Linked DNA regions of Oncorhynchus kisutch: region 2 is linked to region 1. Evidence: chromatin contacts called from public Hi-C data. All regions are on one chromosome and are shown on one strand. Each heading gives the region's core, a stretch centred on a gene start, on an enhancer-like site or on the middle of the called end of the contact. The rest is flanking DNA. Distances are from core to core; before and after follow the strand shown. Region 1 holds the start of LOC109902689 (transmembrane emp24 domain-containing protein 5-like). Region 2 holds the start of mettl13 (methyltransferase 13, eEF1A lysine and N-terminal methyltransferase).

What was found. Hi-C and Micro-C count contacts between places; a contact is called where the count stands out from the background.
Region 2: a Hi-C map of muscle shows a contact between it and region 1, with 4 times the contacts expected there. The contact joins the promoter of mettl13 here to the promoter of LOC109902689 in region 1. A contact is called at or near these places in 2 of 2 Hi-C or Micro-C datasets (liver and muscle).

Annotation. Positions count from the first base shown.
Region 1 is chrLG13:27,224,029-27,231,667 of Okis_V2, forward strand. It overlaps LOC109902689 (transmembrane emp24 domain-containing protein 5-like), which reads right to left and starts at 3,544. Exons shown (of 4, transcript XM_020499269.2): 1 at 3,158-3,544. The coding sequence starts at 3,334. It overlaps LOC109902687 (SUN domain-containing ossification factor), which reads left to right and starts at 5,364. Exons shown (of 22, transcript XM_031785914.1): 1 at 5,364-5,812. The coding sequence starts at 5,760.
Region 2 is chrLG13:27,377,216-27,384,854 of Okis_V2, forward strand. mettl13 (methyltransferase 13, eEF1A lysine and N-terminal methyltransferase) reads right to left here and starts at 4,218. Exons shown (of 10, transcript XM_020499262.2): 1 at 3,037-4,218; 2 at 2,554-2,823; 3 at 2,295-2,387; 4 at 1,814-2,189; 5 at 1,493-1,692; 6 at 1,174-1,363; 7 at 914-1,105; 8 at 512-718; 9 at 223-354; 10 at 1-50. The coding sequence starts at 3,189. It overlaps LOC109902684 (a long non-coding RNA gene), which reads left to right and starts at 3,567. Exons shown (of 4, transcript XR_002256919.2): 1 at 3,567-3,671; 2 at 5,077-5,134; 3 at 5,350-5,517.

The DNA.
Region 1 (7,639 bases), core at 2,294-4,793:
CCCTCAATTCGTTAGGGAATGGACTCTAAAAGTTGTCGAAAATCATTCCACAGGGATGCTGGCCCATATGGACTCCAATGCTTCCCACATTTGTGTCAAGTTGGCTGGATGTCCTTTGGGTGGTGGACCATTCTTGAGACACACGGGAAACTTGAGCGTGAAAAACCCAGCAGGGTTGCAGTTTGTGACACACTTAAACCGTTGCGCCTGGCACCTACTACCATACCCCATTCAAAATCACTTACATTTTGTCTTGCCAATTCACCATCTAAAAGACACATATACATAATCCATGTCTCAATTGTCTCAAGGCTAAAATAATCTTTATTTAACCTGTCTCCTCCCCTTCATCTACACTGACTGAAGTGGATTGAACAGGTCACATCAATAAGCTTTCACCTGGTCAGTCTGTCATGGAAATCGTACACTCAGTATACGTTAATGACAGCAGGCCTATAGTTGGCTTTTTCGGTCACAACCATTAGATTTTGTATTTGCATAGGCCTACTTTATTTTGGATTTCTGTGCCCATGAGAACTGTTTTCACGGCAAAAGATAATGAAATGTTATGTAGGCATAGTTACACTTAGTGCACTTTCTGAGATCTCCAAGATCCAGGATTCATACAGGTTAAAGTTCTAACTAAATGGTTAAATGCTTAATAATGGCAAATAACACTGTCACAAATGTCATTCATGTAAGGAAAGAATGGTAGTGTTTTATGTCACATGATCTGTGAACACTCCAAGCATTCAACCAATGAATTATGGACAACTCATGAACTAGGATGTAAACATGTTTTGATTCATCTCATGTAGGCCTATTATATTGAATGTAGGCTACCTGTTCTGCGTGTATTCATGTGTGTAAAATTGCCTCGACTGAGAGGGTAGGTTACTGCCAGTGGTGTTGGCCCACCTTTTTCAGAAAAATGCATTGAAAGTATAGGGCGCGTTACTTTTTTCACCACAACCGGCAATTAGAGTTTACCCACCTATCTTTTTTACCACTACGTCACTGGCTACCGGTAGACCCATTTGAAGTTCATGGTAAAACACATTGTAGACTAGTCTAGTAAATTGACTGTGTGTGTTAGGGTGACCATCCTGTTATTTCACGGGACAGTTTCAGCCCCAATTTAGGTGTCCCGACTTTTCAGGCAACAAATAATGTTAATTTGTCAGCAAGACACATCAATCAATGCAGGCCCAATCAATGGAGGCCTAATCAATGGAGGCCTAATCAATGACAATCACTGAATGTCATTAGGCACACTTATTGGTGTTTTGTAACAGATGTCCATTTCCATTCATCAAATGGCACAAGTGTACATGCAGTGTACTGTTGTGATGCTAGAATTATTTTGTGGACGAACATGCACAGGTAGCCTACTTTAAGTGATTTGTTTGACAATCAGATGAAAACCATGACTGGCTGTGTGCATGCCACATTAAAAGGTAATCCATTTTTACCATTAAATGACATCTTTATTATCATTATTATCCCCTTTAAAAAAAATCACCCAAGAGACCACCCCGAATGTCACAGTGTAATTCGCACTCAGACAGAGAGAGAGGTTGAGGAGAGCTGGTGCTGAAAAACAAGCAGAGGTGCTTCACAATGTCCAGTCCAAGAACACAGCCTATTTTCAGTAGTGAAATACGGTTGGATTGAGTCCATTCAAGACAATAAGTGAACAGGCCAGTCCCTGGTGCCTGTTTCTCTACAGTTGCATTACTTGTTTACTATTTCCACAGATCTCTGCCTCCTCTGTTACTCAGGAGCAAAGAATGACAGGGTTTCCTAACTTTAATGTCTAGTTATTTGAGGATTTCCAAACACAGACATTGAGCAGATACCATGAAGTACTTAGAAATTAGTCTCCACAAACTAAGGACATTGTCAGTTTTGTTCACACTCCGATGGCAGAGTGGTGGGCTACAGCATGCCACAGAAATAGCTTGTCTATGGTGGTAGCATGCTACAGCTAGACTATCCTACTGTGATGGTATGACAATCCGTTATGTCAGAAATGTTAAAATATTTCATAGAAAATAGAGGTTTTACCAGACTTCTGTGTTGAGATTTGTGATTCAGGGCCACAACTCAATTGGAAACATTTTAAACACATCAGCAGAGCACAATCTTGTGGGCCAATGAAATAGGAGTAAGAGGAACCACAGCCTAGGATGGAATGTCATTATTAGAAAGGAACTTATAGCCAGTTCTGGGAAAAACGAGTTTCTAAACTAGTATGATGGCATCATTTCAAAATCATATAGGCCTATAGTAAGTGTTTAATACATTTACAATACATTTAATTTACTCAACCTATTCCACAAGTAGTTCCTAGGTTCTGGATTCAGATACGACCAGTGGTGTAAAGTACTTAAGTAAAAATACTTGAAAGTACTTCTTAAGTAGTTTTTGGGGTATCTGTACTTCACTATTTGTATTTTTACTTTAACATTATTACATTACTGAAGACAATTATGTACTTTTTACTCCATACATTTTCCCTGACATCCAAAAGTACTTGTTACATTTTGAATGCTTAACAGGGCAGGAGAATGGTCTAATTCACAAACTTATCAAGGGAAGTGGTCATCCCTACAGCCTCTGATCTGGCGGACTCATTAAATACGTGCTTTGTTTGTAAATGATGTCAGTGTTGGAGCTTGCCCTTGGCTATCCGCAAATGTAAAAATATATATATATAATAATTATGAAATGCTGCCGTCTGGTCTGCTTAATATAATGAATGTTTTATTGTGTATACTTTTAATACGTAAGTATATTTTAGCAATTACATTTACTTTTGATACTTAAGTATATTTAAAACAAAATACTTCTAGACTTTTATTCAAGTAGGATTTTACTGGGTGAATTTCACTTGAGTCATTTTCTATTAAGGTATCTTTACTTTTACTCGTTTGATAATTGGGTACCTTTTCCACCACTGGATACGACAGCGCTAACCACAATCAATGATGGGATATGCACATAACATTGGACTTCTTGTGAAGTCATGCGAGTAGTTCTAGCAGAGTAGAGACAGTCTCCAAAGCTACCCACATGAGTTATATCAAGTGTGCTCATTTACAATTATGTGTTCACCCTTTCCCCATGTAAAACCAATCATATAAACCCCTGGCACCTGATATTCTATCTCTAGCGACGCGTCCTTCTTCATGGTCTGGAAGAAGCACTCCTTCCGCCCTGCGGGGAGTGTGAATGTGAAGTCGCTGACCAGGCTCTGGGAGAACGCAGCCACCAGGAACTTCTCAGACACCAGCACCGAGAACAGGCACAGTAACATCCGGGCCACGTCCATGGTCTCCCGCTGCCTTTAACTCTTGATTTTGACTCCGTAAAGAGACAAGCTCTCGATGAGTGCTAGTTCAGTTCGTCAAAACGTAATTTATGATGACCAGCTCACCGTTCGATGGCAATCACTATATGAGGACCCTGCCTTTTCAGAATGGAAATCGTTTTCGCTCAACGAGTTTTGATGTTTGAGATTTCAACCCAGCATTTAGAATGTGAGGATCTGAGCCACAGTGCCTCACATTCTAAATGCTGGGTTAATCTCAAACCTTTTCTTATTCAATTGAATGTATTTATTGGTGCATAAAATATATTTGGGACACATTCTACGTGTATTATGTTACATTTAACAAAAACGTTTACACAGGCAGATCTCAGAAGACGCACGTATCCGTTGTATGATGGGCAATGTAGTGTTTAAGAACAAAAGACGGCATCCAACACTGCTCCAAGAGCGCACTCGCCTTGACAACATCAGGACCGTTATAATACCTATTACACCTAGCGGTCAAACATGGAAATGGTTCATTAAAAATAAGTGCTGTGTTTTGTGTAAATTTACAGTGGCGTGATGTTTTTATAGCCATGTAAATCTCGCTAGGACAAGGTGATTTATCAATATATTTTCCTCTATTAGCTGCTAATGTGGCTATCATAGAGAACTACAAATGCCATGATGATCTGGACAAGAGTGCCAAATCGAGGCAAAGGTAAGAATCTATGGGTTAACTATCTAATGTCAGCTAAATGTAGTAATTCATAAATTAGCTACATTTCTTAAAATGGCCAATTCTGTGAACTGCCTTGTGCAAGTTTTAAATGTACACAATACCAGTCAGCGAAGGTGTCAGCTAGGGATGATGTGCAACACCTTGCAGGGATTTATAGTTTTGCACGTCTACTTTGATGCTAATTACCATTTCAAATCAGAGAGTAAATAGGGCTGAATATATTGATAAAAGTAAATTTGCCCGAGAGAGATTTACATGATTATCAGAACGTCACGCAGGGGTAAGCCTATACAAAACAGTCCTTATTTTAAGTCTTTCTAAAATTCCCTATGGGGAAAAATGAATGGTGGAATAACGATTGGAACCATTTACCTGTTGACCGCTAGGTTTTATGGGTATTATGACATCCCACTGTGGGGTTCTATAGCCTACATGGCGAAATAATAATAATAATAATTATTGGCCATTTCAAAGCAGATAAAGTTTTGTCAAATGGCAGCCAAGTATAAATTATGTCATCAGAATAAAATCCTCGATATTTATTGGTATGGTGCATCAAGTTGTATATTGTATATAGACTCCCCCTTTGTTTTCTACTGTGTTATTGACTTGTTAATTGTTTACTCCATGTGTAACTCTTTGTTGTCTGCTCACACTGCTATGCTTTATCTTGGCCAGGTCGCAGTTGCAAATGAGAACTTGTTCTCAACTAGCCTACCTGGTTAAATAAAGGTGAAATAAAAATAAATATAAAATAAAAAAAGTTCATCACCTTGCACTTTTACCACCCTGTAAAATTCATCATAATTTATTTAATCTGTAGCCTAAACTGCATGCTTTCCCAACGAGTCGTAGTGGTAGGACCACACAACATGTCATCGCGTGACTCAAAATTCACTTGAATATGATGGTTATTATATCAATATGTGTGCATAAAAGCTTTTCCACTGACATGTCTCGCATTATTCATTTAGTGACACAAAAAATATCACACCGTATTTTGTTTTGTCGACATGTGGACAGGAAAATGTAGGCCTGTCACGATTTTAAAAATCTGATATGTAATGTATGACGCGTTCACATACTAGTCGGAACTAGAAAACTCCGTAATGTCCGACATGGTATCTGGTTGTAGTTATACATGTACTGTGTTCAACGAATCAGCTATTTCCAAGTTTCCTAGTCCGACTACCATTTGAACACGGCATTACTCGCGTTTAAAAAAAAGTTGGATGGAAACGTTGGTGTCATCCAAAAATAGGTTATTAGTGGGTTGATTGTAGTCTAATCGGGTGGACTATTTCTGGTTTGGATATTTTGCTTATCGTAATGGACACGCGTTCCATGTCAGAACTTCCAACTCAGCTCAAGCAGAGGAAATGGCCCTTAGACGTCACTACTTCTTGGTCGCTACCTGATCCTATTGGTGTACCGCAGTACTGCCCTAATGCTATTGGCCGAGAGGAGAACCTCCGGAAAGCTTAGCAAAATCGAGCAGGGTAACAGCGCAACAGAAGACAGCAAGGAGCGGCGAGGGGATGACTGAATGAAAATTCGCCTAGCTACATCGACTGTAGTTTTAGGAAAGTGCCACCCTCCCTTAAATATTTCCTATTGTATAATCAACAAACGTTATATTTAAAACATATCTTGCTAGTAAAATCCTAAAATAGCGAGGATGTTGGTCCCCGCGGGAAGATAATGAAGCGGTTGCGCGTTTTGTTCGTGTGCCTCATTGTAGCTGTCCTTTGCTGGTAAGCCCTTCTTAAATGCTTTTCATTGTGGTAGTAAAGCTAGCTTTAGACTGTCACGTTACGTCGAACAAATGACAGAACTCGAAAGCAGCATTGGAAGCTGTTATACTGATATTATGACCTTGTCCTTTCTTGGTGAGGGATGCTTTTTTTTGTCCCTCGAGACATTTTAAGGTAACGCATATGTTGGCTAGCTCACATCGTCAAGGGGGTGTGACTGGCTAGCTAACGGTAACACAAACAGGTGACGTTGGATAACGCCGTGTTGTTGAAAATCATTGTTTCTTAAAAAGAACACTGACAGATGTTTCTAACTCGATATATATTATTCAATCCTCTCACATGTTAAGCGAAGATAGCTGATGTTCTACCCTACTGGCTAACTAGCAAATCTGTTTTCTCAACTGTCGTCCATGGCTTGTCGGGCACACCGATAATACACGTTTCTTCTAGTTGGTTTGACTAACAGTTACTGAACATTATGCTTTCCTTCTAATTATATATATCAGCTAGTTATTTTAGAAGGAGGACATCTACTAGTATTTACTATTTTTCATAGGTGGTCCTGGTGCAGTACTTGACTAACATCTATAAATCAGCTATCTAGCTGTAAAACTTTCTAGCCAGTTGCTTGTCTTGAGTTCTTACCAATGCACAGAGGTAACACTGACAGGTGGTGGATTATCACTGGTCGTGGTCCAGCAACTTATAAGAGCCACTGACGCAGCAGCTAACAATACACAGGACTGGTTACAGGTGATTAGATGGTCAGTAGCATGCCAAGTTTCTTAAGATGGGTAGCTACATATTGGATGCCAAATAATGTGATATAACCAATGATTTTGTGTTCCTTACTGGGCATTACAGAAAACCATCATACAAACAGCCGCCATAGATTTGAACTAACCTGTTCTTGTCGACGCTTTCTTCATTCTCGTTTCGGGGGAAAATTGTATCTCAAATGTCAGTTTACAGTTGCAGGTGGTTCTATGAAAACCAGTGAAAAGAAAGCTATTAAATTCTTGTTTTGCCACACATCTAGCATTTCGCAGTGTCTTTGCCGGAACCATTCGTTTGTTTGTGGCCATGTGTAGAAATAGATGATAGCACGTCACAGTGCGACCAAAACAAAGACCTACACACATGGGTGGCATGTTTCACTGGATACAAAACATTACATTTATCTTTCTGAATTATCTATAGTTGTTGTAAACCCACATGCAACTGGAAACTGACATTTGAGATACAATTTTCACTGAATCGAGAACGAAGAAACTATTGACAAGAACAGGTTAGTTTAAAAATCTATGGCAGTGGTTTGTATGGGGCTTTCCTGTAATTCCCAGTAATGGACACCAACATTTTAGTTCTATCACATTATCTGGTGTGCAATCTGTAGCTACCAGATAGGCTGAGTGACTAGCATTAGACAACTAGCTAGGGTTGTCACAATACCAGTATCACAATACCTGATTTCCCATGGCAAAAAGGAAAATGCAAAGCACACTAAACTCTTTGGTCCTTTAAAAAAACATACTGTATGTACAATATTGTGTGCTAGAGCTCGGAAAAGAAACATCTGATTCTGGGTGGCAACATAAGGCTGCATGTTTCCAACATTAAGGACTGTTTTCTCTCAGGTAATTAAGTCTGTTTATTTTTTTGTTTCATTTCCACGATACCACTGAGTATCGTCATACTGGTGTCGTGATAACCCTAACTATACAGCTTGAAAGAGACCACAGCGGCCTCCCGGGTGGCGCAGTGGAACTGCATCACAGTGCTAGCTGTGCCACCAGAGATTCTGGGTCCGAGCCTCACTGTGAA
Region 2 (7,639 bases), core at 2,968-5,467, 150 kb after region 1:
ACTCTTCTTCAATGCAGAGTCACGACACACCAGGTTCAACATGAACACACCTGGTGGGGAGGGGGTGACAGAGACGGACAGAGGAGGGAGGGTGTAATATGGTGAGATACAAGACACACCTCGATAAGACCTAGGTCTCCAGGCTTTGAAAAATGTAACATTTTAGATTTGGAAAATAAAGCAGGCTATCTCCTTGAAAGTTATTAAAAAAACGTACTGTACCTCGAGATGTCAGCAGATTGCCAACTCTCTCCAGGAAGGCTGTTTCTACAAAGGCAGGAGGAGGACAGCTCATGCCCAAACTGGGGTCCTTACTGTCCACATCAAACATGATGACATCATACTGATGACCACCTAGACAGGTAAGAGAATAATGTTAATCGTGTGCATGCTCGAGGTTACAAATGTGCTCTTGAAGCAACCTTTTACTTTCCCCCTCCCACCTTAAATGTGTATCCGGTATCACTTCCTCATCTCCCTCTCTCGTCCCCCTCCCTCCCAGCACTCTCACCTTCTCTCTCAATGTTGTTAATGTGTTCCAGTCCATCTCCCAGTGTGACAGTGAGCCTGTCATCAGGTGTGAAGCCGAACCATCCCTGAGCCACCTCCAGTACTGCTGGATCCAGCTCCACCACCTCCACCCTGGCTCCAGGTACAAAGTCCCGCAGGAACTGGGGCAACCCTCCTCCACCCAGTCCTACCAGGAGCACTGACACATCTACAGAGAAGTTATAGGAGACATGACAGACAGGAGACATTTGGCTGATTCATCAGATCTGTCGTGTCAAGTGACCAAACATCCTGTGGGCAAAAATAGTGGATTTGAGAAAAAGTGTCAAACACAGACTGCTATTTGGCAGGTATGTGGGCACAGGGCGACTGACTTGCAGACAATGCTGGCAAATACACCTACCTTTGTTGTGGTCGGTGCCCACTCCTAGCATGGCGAGGCCAGCCACCATGACCCTGTGGTGGGCACAGCATAGATAGCCTTTGTCCACCTCCAGGGCGCCACCTGGTGTCTGGGATGGGGTTGTCATGGGGGGAGGGGCAGAGGGCTTGGCTTTCCTTCTGCTCTTTTTATTCTTCTGAGATGAGGCTGCTGCTAAAGTTAAAGAGACGGTTAGCTACTGAACTCACCAAGTAATAAAAACTGTGTGTGTTTGTTCTCACCTGCTGCTGGATTAGTGAGGCGGCTCTCTGACTGGACCAGTCCGTCATTACCCAGGAAAACCAGTCTACGGTAGAGCTGACCATCCTCTCCTCTCACATCCTCTACAGAGTACTGACCACTCAGATCACTGGTACCATGACTCACCACCTCCCTCCAACCCAGCTCACCTCCCACCGACAGGAATGGAACCTACAGGGGGAGGGACAGGGATGGGGAGAGGGAGACGGGGAAAATGAGTGAAGTGGGCCAGATGATAGAGAAATTAGGAAACATGTTTTTTAACTACAACCCAAAATAGAATAATCACAACTTCCCTACTTTCTGATTGGCTGGCATCCCAGGGGGGGCGAGTTCCATCACCATGGGGGAGAGCTCTGATTGGACAGCCTGCATGTCGGTATACTCCTGTTCTCTGTGCATGGCCACGACAACCAGACGTCTGAAGTTTGCGCTAGCCGCTAGTTGGCCCCGCCCCTCGGCCAAGCCGTACAGCCAATCAGTCTCTCTGCCCTGAGGCACTGTCAGGGTTGAGACAGGAAGAGCCAGGTTTAGAATGCAGCCAAGAGCAGAAAGGAAAGACAAACATACCCATGTTTTTCCACCCAGGTGTGCCGATATACGACAAATCCTATCCCTCACCTATGAAGATGGCAAAGTGGTTTGCACGGGGAACCTTGGCACCAGGGGGGCAGTCCTGTACGGTGAGGGTGTAGCGGGGTCGCCCAGTGGGGGCGTGGCAGAGGGTCAACGAGGGGGTAGAGGTCGCGTCTGTACCTGTACGGAGCCTCTGTCTCAGCATGGCATACGCCTGGCGCTCTCTCACCACAGACAGCAGGTCTGCCACCACGGGAAGCCTCACGGGGTCACCATCCTCCCCTTGGCACATCTCCAGGATGGGCATGGGCATTGGCTGGCGGAACTTTGTGCAAACCAATACGAAGACAGGCAGAGCGAAGGAAGAGACCTCCTGGCTCTCTGGGTCACCCAGACAATGAAGTCTCACAGCCCAGCCCACCTACATTTCAATAATTTTGAAAATGCTCTTATCCTGAGTGAATTGAATTAAAGTAGGTAAGGCAACCATCTATCACTATCAATGCATCTAACCTAAGCCTTTTACCTGGATGAAGTGCTCCACCGCCAGCTTGATGACACTCTCCTGGGCCAGGGTCACACAGACGTAGCGGCCTCCTATACCCAGGACACGGCCCACCTACACAAACACAAGGCATAAAGGGTTTATTGCATGTGAATAAACTTTAAGACACATTTTACTAACTGGTAGGTGGCCAACACTCCTGGAGTGCTACTCTGTGCAGGGATTCTGGCTTTGTTAAACTATTTTATAATCCCTGTCAAGCTACTCCACACCAGCACACCTCAGCCAGCATCCTCCCAGCTAGAGCCCCCTCCTGGGAGGCCATGGCGTCCAGTGTCCCCTTGTCCAGTACAGCCTGGTAGCTTCCGTCCTCGTAGGGTGTCTGGGTGGCATCCACTGTCTGGAAGGTCAGGTCTGGGCGCTGCTTGGCATTCTTCTGGTTCATGTGATTCACCACCGTCTCACTAATGTCAATGTTGGTCAGATGTCTGTAGCCAACGTCATACAGCTGCTCACTCAGCTCAGAGTTACCACAGCCCACCACCAAGACCTGGGACAGACGAGACAAGATACGCATGACTGTAAGTCGCGTTGGATAAAAGAGTCTGTTAAAGGACCCTGTCATTTGGATAGGAATTCTTCTGTGCGTCATATAATACAAGACGTACATGGCTCTTCAGTAGAAAGAAATTCAGCAGAAGACAAATTGACTGTGGAGTCTGAACATTTTCCTACATGTCAGGGTGTCAGTGTATCTGCTCACCTTATCCCGCGGTTTGATGTATTTGTGCAGCACGCCACAGAGTTTGTTGTAGTCTCCATACCACTCAAAAGCCTTCTCTCCTCTCTTCTTGAAGAAACGTTCCCAGTACTCTGCAGAACTGAACTCCTCGGCAGTGCGAGGTAGAAGACTCATCTTTAACACTTGCTAGGTCTATATCAGTAGCTAGCTAGCTACTTGTAAACAAACTAACGTTAGAATACTTTCGATTAGCTTTGAACAAGCTAGCTAAGATTCAGGAACATGCAGGACATTATACATGTGTAACGGTAGCAATTGGTAGATTGTCAATTGGTCGAAAAACGTATTACCAAGCTTGGATTTTCAGCTCCCTATCTTTCCCACATGGCATGTTCACCCGGACATTATTCTGAGCTGTACACAACTACATTTCGATTGGATAGCTCTGAATAGGCGGAGTTCCTAGTCTAATGCTGATTTGCTGAGATTCTTGACAGAAGCCTGTCATTGTCTGATGTGGAATCGGATGCCTTTGCGACCCGGCGAGTTCTGGTCCGTTGGTGATTATCTTCCGGACAACAAGAGGCATCAACATGGCTGTCCCAACCGGGAGATCTGTGGTCTCCGTGACTGGAAACGCAAATAAACTAGAAGAGGTAGCAGAATGGTTCACAAGAACCGACATTCCATTGTGAACATTAAACGTTGCAGCGTGTGCTGTTTATTAGAGGCTTTACTTTGGCTCTAGCCATGGCAGCCAACCCATGTGAATGCATGGAAATGACTGACGGGGAATGTGATGGTGGTTTTAGATTACACTTGCACAGATCAAATGGTTTGATAGCTGTTATTAGCCGATAAAATAGATTACGGTTCACCACCTAGATTACGGAGACATCATTTATAGATCGACAGGTAAGGGTTCTCTCGACCAGCGACCGGCTAGATGTTCTTTACCATTCGGCCATCAGATTTGCCACCAATGCTCCTTATAGGACACATCACTGCATTCTATACTCCTCTGTAAACTGGTCATCTCTGTATACCCCTCGCAAGACCCACTGATCGATTCTTATTTATAAAACAATTTTAGGCCTCACTCCCCCCTATCTGAGATATCTACTGCAGCACTGATCCTCCACATACAACACCCGTTCTGCATGTCACATTATATTTAAGGTCCTGAAAGCACACAGATCCCTGGGTCGCTCGTCTCTTCAGTTCGCTGCAACAAACACTCAAACTGGACTGTTTCCTCTCAATCTCTAAATTCAAAGACTCAATCTTGGACACTTACTGACAGTTGTGACGGGTGGGTATAATTTGGGGAACGTTCCAACAGGAATCTGTTCCAAAAACTTCGTAAATAACAAGGATGCCAACAAACAACGCATACACAGTTGTATAGCGGCAGAACAGGATACCAGGTAGGGAGTGGGCAATTTTGTTACGTTTTTCCACTCACCAGGTTTATTCCGAAAAATGTCTGTCCTCACTCTGGTAGCCTATGGACAAACATTAAGAATAAGCTACGTGGTGAGTTGATCATGCTACTTTGTATGCGTTGTTTGTTGGCATCCTTGTTATTAACGAAGTTTTTGGAACAGATTCCTGTTGGAACGTTCCACAAATTATACCCACCCGTTGTGACTGATTTGCGTGATGTATTGTTGTCTCTACCTTCTTGCCCTTTGTGCTGTTGTTTGTGCCTAATAATGTTTGTACAATGTTTTTTGTTTCTACCATGTTGTGTTTCTGCCTTGCTATGCTGTCTTAGTTCTGTCTTTTATGTAGTGTTGGCTCTTGTGATGTGTGTTTTGTCCTATATTTCTACATTTTAAAAATCCCAGCCCCCGTCCCAGCAAGAGGCCTTTTGATAGGCCGTCATTGTAAAACATAAAATACAATTTTGTTCTTAACTGACTTGCCTAGTTAAATAAAGACAATAAATAGATGGAGATATGTGTTGTACAAAGATAACATTAACTGAGTTACAGAAGTTTTGCAGTCTGACTAAAAGTCCATGCTATTTAAAATACTGCTCTGTTTTCTGACCAACAGGGGATTCAGATCCTGGGGGACAAGTTTCCCTACAAACTAGTGTCCAAGAAGATTGACTGTGAGTACACCTTATCAATGGTTCCTGAATAAATTGAAGCCAGAAGGTAATCAATGACTCATATAAGCTACAAAGCCTATGTTATGTATACATGAATAGTTACTTACAGTAAATGTAAAGTTACCAATTATTATGTAAGCGTGTGTGAACTGTTAAGGACCCGGTTTGGTTCTAATGATGAACTTAGCCATAAGATGCTTTTTTTTATTATATAGGATCATCTGGTTCTCATGATGAACAGCCTTAAGATGCCTTTGGGCATCGGCCCAGGTCAGTTTAAGATGCTGGCTGGGTTTGAGGATAAGTCGGCCTGGGCTCTGTGTACCTTTGCCTTCTGTCCAGGAAAAGAGGAACCGGTACAACTCTTCAGAGGGATAACTGAGGTAAGAATATCACACACACCCACCACACTGAAGATCTCTGCATGCTTGCTCTAATATACAGTACCAGTCAAAGGTTTGGACACACCTACCCATTCCAGGGTTTTTCTTTATTTTTAATATTTCCTTCATTGTAGAATAATAGTGAAGACATCTAAAACTATGAAATAACACATGATATCTTGTAGTAACCAAAAAAAGTGTTAAACAAATCAATGCCTTGATGACAGCTTTGCACACTCTTTGCGTCCTCTCAACCAGCTTCATGAGGTAGTCACCTGGAATGCATTTCAATTAACTGCGGTGCCTTGTTAAAAGTTCATTTGTGGAATTTCTTTACTTCAATGCGTTTGAGACAATCAGTTGTGTTGTGACAAGGTAGGGGTGGTATACAGAAGATAGCCCTATTTGGTAAAAGACTAAGTCCGTATAATGGCAAGGACAGGTCAAATAAGCAAAGAGAAATGACCGTCCATCATTACTTTAAGATGGTCAGTCAATCAGGAAAATTTCAAGAACTTTTCAAGTTTCTTCAAGTGCAGTTGTAAAAACCATCAAGGGCTATGATTAAACAGGCTCTCATGAAAGGAAGACCCAGAGTTACCTCTGCTGCAGAGGATAAGTTCATTAGTGTTACCAGCCTCAGAAATTGCAGCCCAAATAAATGCTTCAGAGTTCAAGTAACAGATACATCTCAACATTAACTGTTCAGAGGAGACTGAATATTGATGATGGTCCTGGGGAGGAAGGCTGCTGTTTTATGGGCTCTTAACCAACCGTGCTATTTTGTTAGATTTTTCGCATTGTTTAACCTATTTTGTACATAATGTTGCTGCTATCGTCTCTTATGACGGTAGCAGCCACTAGACATCAGAGCTTCTGGACATCTGAACAGTGATTACTCACCTCGAATTGGACAAAGATTTTTCTTTAATGAGTTGGACTGGAAGGATATAATCCAAACACCCAAACAGGCCAGCATCCCTGTCATTCATAGGTGAAAGAAACAGATTTTGTGGAACGAGATCGGGGTGCCTTGTGAGGATCAGGCGACGAGAGGCTAATCTGCCTTTTCCATCCATACTGTTAGCCAACGTTCAATCGCTGGAAAATAAATGGGACAAACTAAAAGCACGTACATCCTACCAACAGAACATTACAAACTGTAATATCTTGTGTTTCACAGAGTCATGGTTGAACAACAACATTAATAACATACAGCTGGCGGGTTATACACACTATCGGCAGGATAGAACAGCAGCCTCTGGTAAGACACGGGGTGGTGGCCTATGTATTTTTGTAAACAACAGCTAGTGCACGATATCGAAGGAAGTCTCAAGGTTGTTCTCGCCTGAGATAGAGTATCTCATGATAAGCTGTAGACCACACAATCTACCTATAGAGTTTTCATCAGTATTTTTCATAGCTGTCTACATACCATCACAGACCGATGCTGGCACTAAGATCGCACTCAATGAGCTGAATACCACCATAAGCAAACAGGAAAACGCTTATCCAGAGGCGGCGCTCCTAGTGGCCTGGGACTTAAATCAGTTTTTACCTAATTTCCATCAGCTAATCAAATGGCTACTCAGACTATTTGCATTGCCCCCCCATTCTACACTGCTGCTACTCTCTGTTATCTATGCATAGTGTCACAGGCCGGCTCATAGCCTGTGGCAAAAATGAGGGGACGCGAACAACGGGTATAGGCCAATCAAAAAGGTTCTTTATTATAAACCAGAACTATTAACTTTAAACAAAGAAAAAGGAATGAGGTGTGAAAGTATCATAATGTAAGGTGTATGTAAAGTACAGGGATGCATGGATCTGTGTGTGTGAATGACTGAGTGAAAACTATGCAAAACTACAAAGGAACAAACAAAACAGGATCATACCTGGAGGAGCAGAGAGAGAGAGAGGAGTGATTAGTGAAGCAGTTTAAATACCTCAACACCGGTACCCCCTGTATATTGCCTCGCTATTGTTATTTTACTGCTGCTCTTTAATTATTTGTTACTTTTATCTCTTACTTTTTTAGATATTTTCTTAACTGCATTATTGTTTAAGGGCTTGTAAGTAAGCATTCCACTGTACTTGTTGTTTTCGGCCCATGTGACAAATA